Linked DNA regions of Gasterosteus aculeatus: region 2 is linked to region 1. A link is a contact called in public Hi-C data. All regions are on one chromosome and are shown on one strand. The core of a region is the stretch at or near the end of the contact, and the rest is flanking DNA. Distances in the headings are between cores, read along the strand shown.

Region 1 (4,296 bases), core at 556-3,055:
TGCATTTCTCTTTAATGTGGAATCTTTATTTCCCCCGACTGCACTCCTGGAACACAGCCTTAATGTGTCAAATTAAGGAGACACTTGGGACAGTGTACAACAAATAAACAATTGTTTTTCTTTACTAACTAGTAACAGTATGACATGGAATAGAGCTCACAATTACATAAAGTTAACAGTTAGGCTACATAAAAAAAACAGTAGTGACGCCCTCCTGTTAAACAGAGACAAAGAACATGCACATCGGTCTCGTGCTGTTCAACACTCACATCACTGTCGTTCCTCCAAAAGCCCCGGAAACAATAAAGTCACTGGAGCGCCTGCGCTCGCGGCTCCGTGCACATGCGACCTCGACCCCCGGCAGCTCGTCACTCTGCTCTAAACGAAGCAGAGCCGCAAAACCCGAGAACATACACTCCGTTAACAGTTCAAATCACGATGTACATGGCGAGTCAGGTTTATTAATGCGAGAACACTTACGCTGACCCGCTGAACAGGTGTTTCCCCAGCGCTGTTCCGATGCTAACCGCTAACACTGTGTCGTCCTCGGTAGCCGCCAGGTCCCGTTCTGCAGCTCCAAATCCCACGTGAACTCATGGCGATGTAAAGTGACAGTACGCGCTCACCCTGTGTGCGGACCATCTAGCAGCACGAAAACCCCCCTGCCCCCACTTCACCCGGCTACATACAACCTCAGACTAATCACACTTTTCAACAAAGCAATTGGTTAAAATAATTCGTTAGGGTATTTAATGCTTCTGAGTTTTCAGAGAGACGCAAGGACACGCAGACGCAAGAGCCCCTTGCGTGTCCCTTGCGTGCCTTTTCACACCTCCTTGCGTGCGTCGACCCATTTTCTAGACGTCTAGCGTCAAAAGCTACGCAAGCCGGGCTGCGATAGGTCTGCTAACTACATCCTTTACGGAGTCTCACATTTCCCTTTTCATAGCCCGATACCGCCATTATTAAAGCGAAGAATGTTTACGAGAGAACGGATCAGATTGAAGAGCTTTAGTCGGAAGAGATGCGTAAATATGACCGCTTCTACAAGCAGTCATTGGCGGACTATGAGGCCTCTGATTCACGGAGGGAGATCTCCGCAAATGTCGGTTTGCCGGTCGAGAGGTGAACAAAGTTGTGGAGGAAAATACGGGACAAATGTGTCCGCGATGAAAAGCAGCAGCGGCGACGCACGAGGCAATAAAGTCTATGATAAATAAATAAACAAACCAACAACTTCCACACACAAAGACGTGACTCTCTAGGTCGTCTTCAACAAAACACGTTACTCCGCCTGTTGTTCTGGAGTCGAATTGCTCTGCAACACACGCAAGACTTTTAGAGCCATGAATTGAAACGAGTGCGTCGACGCAACGACGCAGAAGCAGAAGCAGAAGCAGAAGCACGCCTCCTCCTGCAAACAAACACTGCTGCTGGACACGACCTCCGTCCCCTGCAGACTGTAAGAGACATCAAGCCTGTCTGACATAAAGCCTTGATATTGCGTAATTCAGCATGACACAGCACAAAAAAGTCTAAAGCAAAGTCTTCCACAATCTTAAGTGGAACTTTTTTTTAAATGCAGTCAATGAGGTGTTTTAATTTGATGCCATTATTTACTGCAGCCCTGCTCTATTTGAGTCTGCTCTAATGGATTATGAGTCAGCTCTTCACATCCGACGAGGCCGACGGGGGATGAAAAATATCTAAAATAAAGAAACTCCTTTTTGTGCAGTAGGGGGAAGTGTTGCTCCAGCCTGTGTGTCTGCAGACCCCTCATGGTTTACCGTTGAATGGAGAGAGAGCCGAGAGCAAAAACGCTTCCAGTTGACAGCAATAACAATGGCTGCCTGCAGCACAGAGACCATGTGCTCGGGAGGGGTGATTATTTATTTTTTTGAACAGTTTTGTAATCCTTTTTCCTAATGTGCTCACGATGACAGACGGGGCCTGTTCAATCATTGCAGGAAATAACCTGTTATTGCAGGCAACATTAAAATCCCAGGATACGGCACAGGGGAGCGAACCAAAGCGCTCTGACTGCCATTCTAATTTGTCTTTGCATGGATTCCGATCGTATGTCAAACGCTGTATTGGGAATTTTCTAATCACACGAGCTCCACAACTCATTACTGGAAATCCTGTCAACAAATGATCCACAGCAGTAATTACCTTTCGCGGCGTTCTTCCATTCTGTGGGCTTGAATGTCAGAGCTTGATTACTGCTCCGAATACCGAGAGCCTTACGCACAGAGATTTGGTGTATCTGTCCGATGGAGATGTCTGGTCATGTAGGAGCAGCTGTGTTTTGGGAGTTTTAAGGTCGGCCAGAAATAACTAGCGTAGCATGCGGTTGCCATGGCATCTCAACGGAGCTCTGCTTGTGGAACGCGCAGTAACAGCAGGTATTTGCTGTCCGTAGCGGGCCGACCACTGACTGCTTGCCCCCTCCCCAATATGTCCTCGGATGCTTCCGTGTTTTTCTTGGAACCTGTTTTCCCTCCAGGCCCGGTCGATGCTGCTGACGTCATGGCTGCGGCCTACTGTACTGTCATGGTAGAGGAGGGCAGGCCGGGGGAGAAGAAACACGAGACGTGTCGGTCCTGGGCCAGCAGCTATAATAAACACTGCATTCTGTTCTGCACTGCCGCTTGTGCAGCAGAGTATTAATTACCTTTCCGTGTGTGTGTGTGCGAGTGTGTCACCAGCCAGGGAATGAAGAAGAAACATTTCCAAGGCACGTCCTTAAAATAAAGCAGCACTGTACGTGCTCAGAGTATTAACTTCCACACAAATGACCCATTTTTCCATCTCAAAGGACTGGTGGAAAAAAAAGGGGGGGAAGAGGGGGTTAACGGTGGAGCCGATCACGTGAATCCCAAGCAGGCGTCAATCGCTGGCGGATTTCTCTTCCTCTGTGGGGCAATGTCTTTCTTTTCTGTTTCTCAGCCGCCCTCCCCGCAGTAACTCCGGTGCCCTTCCTCCATGTGTAAAAGCCAGGCTGCCTATTCAGCTCTGTTGTTTACATTCCCGGTGAGTGTGTGGAAAGACGACCCCCCCCCTCCTTCCCGCCCTCCTCCCCATTAGACTCTCTAATGTCCTCCCCACCCAGCCTCCACCTATCTCCTCATCAGTAGATCCCCGATAAGACGCAAATTCAACAGCACTACTCTGCCCGAGAACAGTCAGTGCGTCACCTGACCTGTAAATACCTGTTAACGTTGGCTATATATATATATATATATATATATATATATATATATATATATATATATATATATATATACACATATCGTTTTTTTCTTCCCGTCTGGCCCACCAGCCTTTCTCTCGGAGCGGAATTGGTCTCGAAGGGAGACAAAGAGGGCGGATAGCAGCAGCATGGCTGAGCGGGAGAAGAAGAGAATATCTCAGTTCTCATCCTGTCGTCTGTCATCAGCGTTATCTCTGCAATCTGGGCGAGGAGTGAAACCAGAAGAGGGAAGTGACACGCACCCTGAACACGAGGGCGAAGAAAGGGTTAAATAAGCAGACTGTGTGCACAGTTACCCCCCCCCCCCCCCCCCCCCCCCCACACACACACACACACACACCCTCTCTCTCTGATCTGCCTTCCTGTCTCACAGGCAGTGCAGTGGCTTTGAGAATCACGAGAGAGAGAGAGCGAGTCAGACGGGCTTGTTTTGCATACCGTAGGTCTCCTGCATTGACTTGTAGCAAATCCCTGCCCTCGGGAGACATGTCAGAGGGGATTAATGGGAGGGCCGGGCCCCCCCCCCCCCATTGTCGCAGCCCCGGTCCCGCACTGTATTTCCACCCCGCAGAGTGATGCTGGTGGAGGGAGAATTGAGCGGTGTTATTTCCCTCTGCCCTGATTCTTTTGAGCTGAGCTGAAAGGGGGGGGGGGGGGGGGGGGTTGAGGGTGTAAATAATGTATTTGGAGCTGCAGGGTACAGGGAGCTGGGGCTTGACCGAGCTCAGTGCAGGGAAGTGAACGGTTGAGCGGCCATGCTGCTGCACAGGAAGCTGGATGCTGGAGGGGTGTGTGTGTGTGGGGGGGGGGGGCATAGGAAGAGCTGTATGAGCTACAGCAACCGTGCCGCGGTGCTCTGGGGAATGTGAGGCCACCGCAAGGATGAAGCAATCCTCCACTTCCGCTTAGTGCTCCGAGTGCAACCGAGATAAATAGTTTGCTGCAGCAGACTCCCATTAAGAATGTAATGCTAATACATGTGGAAATGGGAAATGTGGTTTCACAACAGGCCCGGGGCGGGGTGGGATTCAAACGGCATGTGA
Region 2 (4,296 bases), core at 1,328-3,827, 75 kb after region 1:
CCTAGTCACAGAGCTTTTTCCTACTTTAAGTACTGTCTTGTTGTTTTTATGGTGATCAACGCTTGCTATTGTTAGCCGTAATGCTCGTCAGGATTACGTAGCATAACAAAGGAAATTCTGCACAAGAGACCTTTTTTTGCGTTCAGTTATTGAGCAGGGAAAGTAAAAACGTCATTTCCTGCAGCAATATTTTAGTTGGTGTAAACTTTACGCCGGATCAGCAAAGGCGCCTCGCATCTCGGACCAGCTCCATCATGTCGTTTAAAGTTTGAAGCCTTATCATACTAATATTTGCAAATAAGCCCGAAGCAACTTCAATATCACTGGTTTTGCACAAATTTCAAAATAATCCAACTAACAAACCGATCACTAGAGCTAATCTGCTGGTGTATCTTAAAACCAAAGCAGAGCACAGAGCATGAAACCAGGAGTGTTCACACTGCAATGTCGCAGACCTGTTGTCCTATATGACTTAACATTACACTGCAGGTCAAGTGTAAAACTGAATAACACTTTTATTCAGCAGCTTTTACCACTGTGCTTTATTTTTGCACAGCCGGCTGACCCGGGATAAGGCCCCTGTCCTATTAAATATGTACACTGTCTGCTGCCTTCTATCCTCAGCATCTTCCACAACGTGAGAGCCAGACCCAGTTTGTCACTTGGATGTCCTCAATGTTCAATCACACGGATACAAGGCCTAATAAATAAAGCCCTTGAATGTGATGCATGGCATTGATACAACCATTGAGCCCATGTTTTCTTGTTACAAACCGAGGCTTAGGCTAAAGTTAGGCTAATCTTCACAGAAGACTGTCCTTTGTTCCCTAAAAATAACCTAGACAGCAGAAAAGGGAAGGTCTGGCTGTTAAATGATAGAATAAGCCCTCCCACTGTTTACTCACACAACCTGCTAACCCAGCCTGGCTCCAGCCTGAATACTGGATCAATGCGTATCCAGATCAATAGGCTTATTAGAGCTGCAGTCGAGTGGGGAACAAAGCCGATTAGCTGAGTGTCCACTGATGGTTGAAGAGAAACACAGAGGTCATCAGTCACAAGGTCGTTTTGCACAGTGGAGCTGCTGGTTGGACACACTGAGGTATCTCTTTCCCTTGCAGCACATGTGATTAATAGAGTTGGAAAACATTGATCAGCACTCTGTGCTCTCTCTGATCTTTGCAGAAATACCAATGATTTGAATCGCGCTTCGCTCCCTTTTGGAACGATGCCAATTGTTTTGAATGAACCCCTGGCATTCCTAGAGTCGTAGTTCTAAATACGTGTAAAGAAGAAAGGGTGACGACAAGATCTTTCTAACATATGCTGCTAATGTTTTAAAGGGCAACGAGTGCAATGTGGTTTGTGAGGTTTTTTTCTGTGGACGCCTGAGGCCGAGCAGTGAGGTGCAAGCTGATGGAGAGTCTATTAGAGTCAAAGAAGGCAATGTTTCCCAGTTAAAGGAACTGACATGAATGGAGCCACAGCCAGAACCGTTTTTGTTACCTTTTGTTTTGTTCAGCCAGGAACCTGTCTGAAAACACACCAAAATACACTCCGGACTTTGTGATTTCTGCCCCCACCAGACGTCAGGCAGGGAGGGAATGAAAGAGATTGAAGCCTTTAGGGTGATTTTATATCATAACGGGAAGCTCCGGCTTTATCAATCTTTTCATTTAGCAACTCACATGCATCCAATGACTAACATGACTTTTCGGTTGGCCTCCATTGAAGTATACTTATTGATAAGATTGAGTTATGCTACAGACTCAGGATGTTTAATAAATAATTTACAGAGTGGGTGAACACTGAGGGTTTCATGTAATAACGGAGATGAGAATTTGGAAAAGCAACTTTGGAGTGACCTTCAAACGTAACTACCATCCTCGGTCCGAAGATGAATGGGGTGTTCTTTCTCCTTTTCCATGGAGGTACAGCCCATGTGTTTCCATCCCCACCTTGTGAATGCAAGGCTCTCTACACTAGGCTTTGTATCCTGAAACGCAGGACTAATGGGGGCAGTGGGACAGTCTTGGTCCCCCCCCCGTTCTCGCACAAAGGCCGCCGTTGACTGTGAGTCCTATAATGAGACGTAGGTGGGAGCTGAGCAGAAGCCAGGGGGATATCTCATGACTAGGAGGCCCCAAACGCCACTGTACACGACTGTGTGATGAATGCACGCGGCATCATCACAGGCCCGCCTTCAACCCAGCGCTCCATCTCCCGAGGCCTTCGCCTCCACTCCCGCTCCTTCCTGCGGTGCAGTGTGGAGCAGCCCAGGTTGTTCTAAAAAAGGAAATGTATACTTTAACATATGGATTTTTCATGAAGCAAACCTGCGTGTCATTTGGATAGTTTTCATAAAGTCAGCGAGGTGTGCTGTGGTCTGCGGATATTGATCTGGAGCCTTATGTCTCTTGTGCTGGCTCAGGGCATATTTGCGGCTGCTGTTACTGGAAATGGATCCCCGGAGCGATCGGGATTCAGCTGATCCAATTAAACGCTGTGAATAATTGATCTGACAGTGAAACTGAGCCCTGTCACATGGGAGTGGTGACATCATCATTCAGGCGTTGGAACCACACTCCTGTGCAGCTGGACTGCCCCGGGTCGCCTGCTCGCCGGTCAGTCCAGTGTATCGGATTACTGTCTGTGAAGGACACCGGGCAGACCATGAGGACAGGAGGGGAGGTTACGCTGCCATTTTTACGCTTGGCGAGACTGTACAAAGACAACAGACCCACTGATAGCCGGCAACTGGAAACTCATGAGAATATCACATGTTGCAGTGTGCAAACCTGAACCTCCTAAGCTGAGAGAAATGAATTATCGACTCTATCTGGCTACAGCGCTGGAGTTTAAGTTACTTTCTAGCAGGATAAACAAAACTGTCCTTTGTTTCATTTCTGGCAGTACCAGCTGTGCTGCATTGCATGCTACAAAGACCATTCCCAAAATAGACCTCCATGTGAACTAGATGGACTCAGTGCGGGTCAATGATCTTCTTGGCCAAGAAATCAGGCCAAGAAGAAATCTTTGACCCCTCTGGCCTTGCAGGAAGCACAGATTGTAATATCTAATGAAACCCGTCCAGAGAATCCTGCTCTTGCAACTAACAACTAACCTTTTCATCTAGATCAGCGCCACAAAGGAGGAAGAAGAAGCTGTTGAACATCTTGTCTGAATTAGATGCAGACCCTTGGGCAAGCACGGGGGGAGTTTGTCTGCTCTCCATGTCTCCCCCTGGTCTCTCACGGAGGGTGGAAAGGGTGTGGGGTCCCGTTTACAGCTGACTCTCATGCTGCAAACATTTTGCTGGGTCGGCACTTGTGATCTGGTCATAATGAACTCATGGGCCCAATGAAATCACCCGAATGTTATCCTCACGTGGCCGTGCAGTGATCATGTATCTCTGTGTAATGTCCACAATTGGGATGTGGTATTATTCATGTCTGTCTGTCGAGTGAGCCTCATAAACATAAAAGCATGACTAGTTTGTCCAAAGCAGATGTGTTGTGGATGATTCCAATCTTGGTCATTTTCCTTCTCATTCTTGCCATAAAGGACAATCTGTTATTCCTTTGGCAGTCAACCCGGATGTTAGCATCACACTGCTTTCTTGGAAGCAGTGTGATGTCCATTTTACTTTGAAATATTCTAACCAAAACATAAGTTCATGCACATTTTTTTCTGCAGGAAATTAAAACTAGTTGCAATAATCAAAAGTAAAAAGATGTTGCTTGGCTATAAAACTACACTACGGTTGCATAAGCACAAGTATAAACACAAGCCGTACTACTCATTTTACTAATCTAAACCTAATCTAAACGGAGGAGGACAAGGAAAATAAATGTTGAACTATTTTTGTAATTTGTCACTTTTGGCTATTTGCCACAAGAGGAGATGAGCTTTATTCAAGCATCATTGATTTTTTTTCTCCTTTTGAGAAGGACGGCAAAAGCAAATGTGGCCGTGCCCAAACATTTCTCCGTGAATTGAGCCATCGGAACGCCATGCGGACAATGAGGGGACCCTGTCAGTTAATTAGACAAGGGTGGTGACGGCTCCATCCATCACCTTACGTTTTCTTTCACTCTCTGACAAGTCCAGTTGGAACATTTCTCTCATCCGTCAAACTGGGGAACATTTCCACTTGCGAAGACCACCAATGGGTAGAGAGCTGCAATGAAATCTTTCGAGCAACACCCTGGCATGAACTCGACCTCGCAGGAAAGGTCATGCAGCGTCACCATGGCAACAGAGAACACCGCCGATATGTTTAAGACGTAGCCAGGA

What was found. Hi-C and Micro-C count contacts between places; a contact is called where the count stands out from the background.
Region 2: a Hi-C map of skeletal muscle shows a contact between it and region 1, with 12 times the contacts expected there. The contact joins two enhancer-like sites. A contact is called at or near these places in 6 of 6 Hi-C or Micro-C datasets (blood and trunk muscle, liver, skeletal muscle and 2 more).

Annotation. Positions count from the first base shown.
Region 1 is chr6:7,560,971-7,565,266 of fGasAcu3.hap1.1, forward strand. No RefSeq gene overlaps it. Among protein-coding and RNA genes, the nearest start is that of LOC120821148, 8.2 kb to the left of the region's middle. Within about 2 kb of position 1,806, at least 9 of the 9 cell types and tissues checked have open chromatin away from gene starts, as enhancers often do.
Region 2 is chr6:7,635,299-7,639,594 of fGasAcu3.hap1.1, forward strand. No RefSeq gene overlaps it. Among protein-coding and RNA genes, the nearest start is that of pkr1, 16 kb to the right of the region's middle. Within about 2 kb of position 2,578, at least 1 of the 9 cell types and tissues checked has open chromatin away from gene starts, as enhancers often do.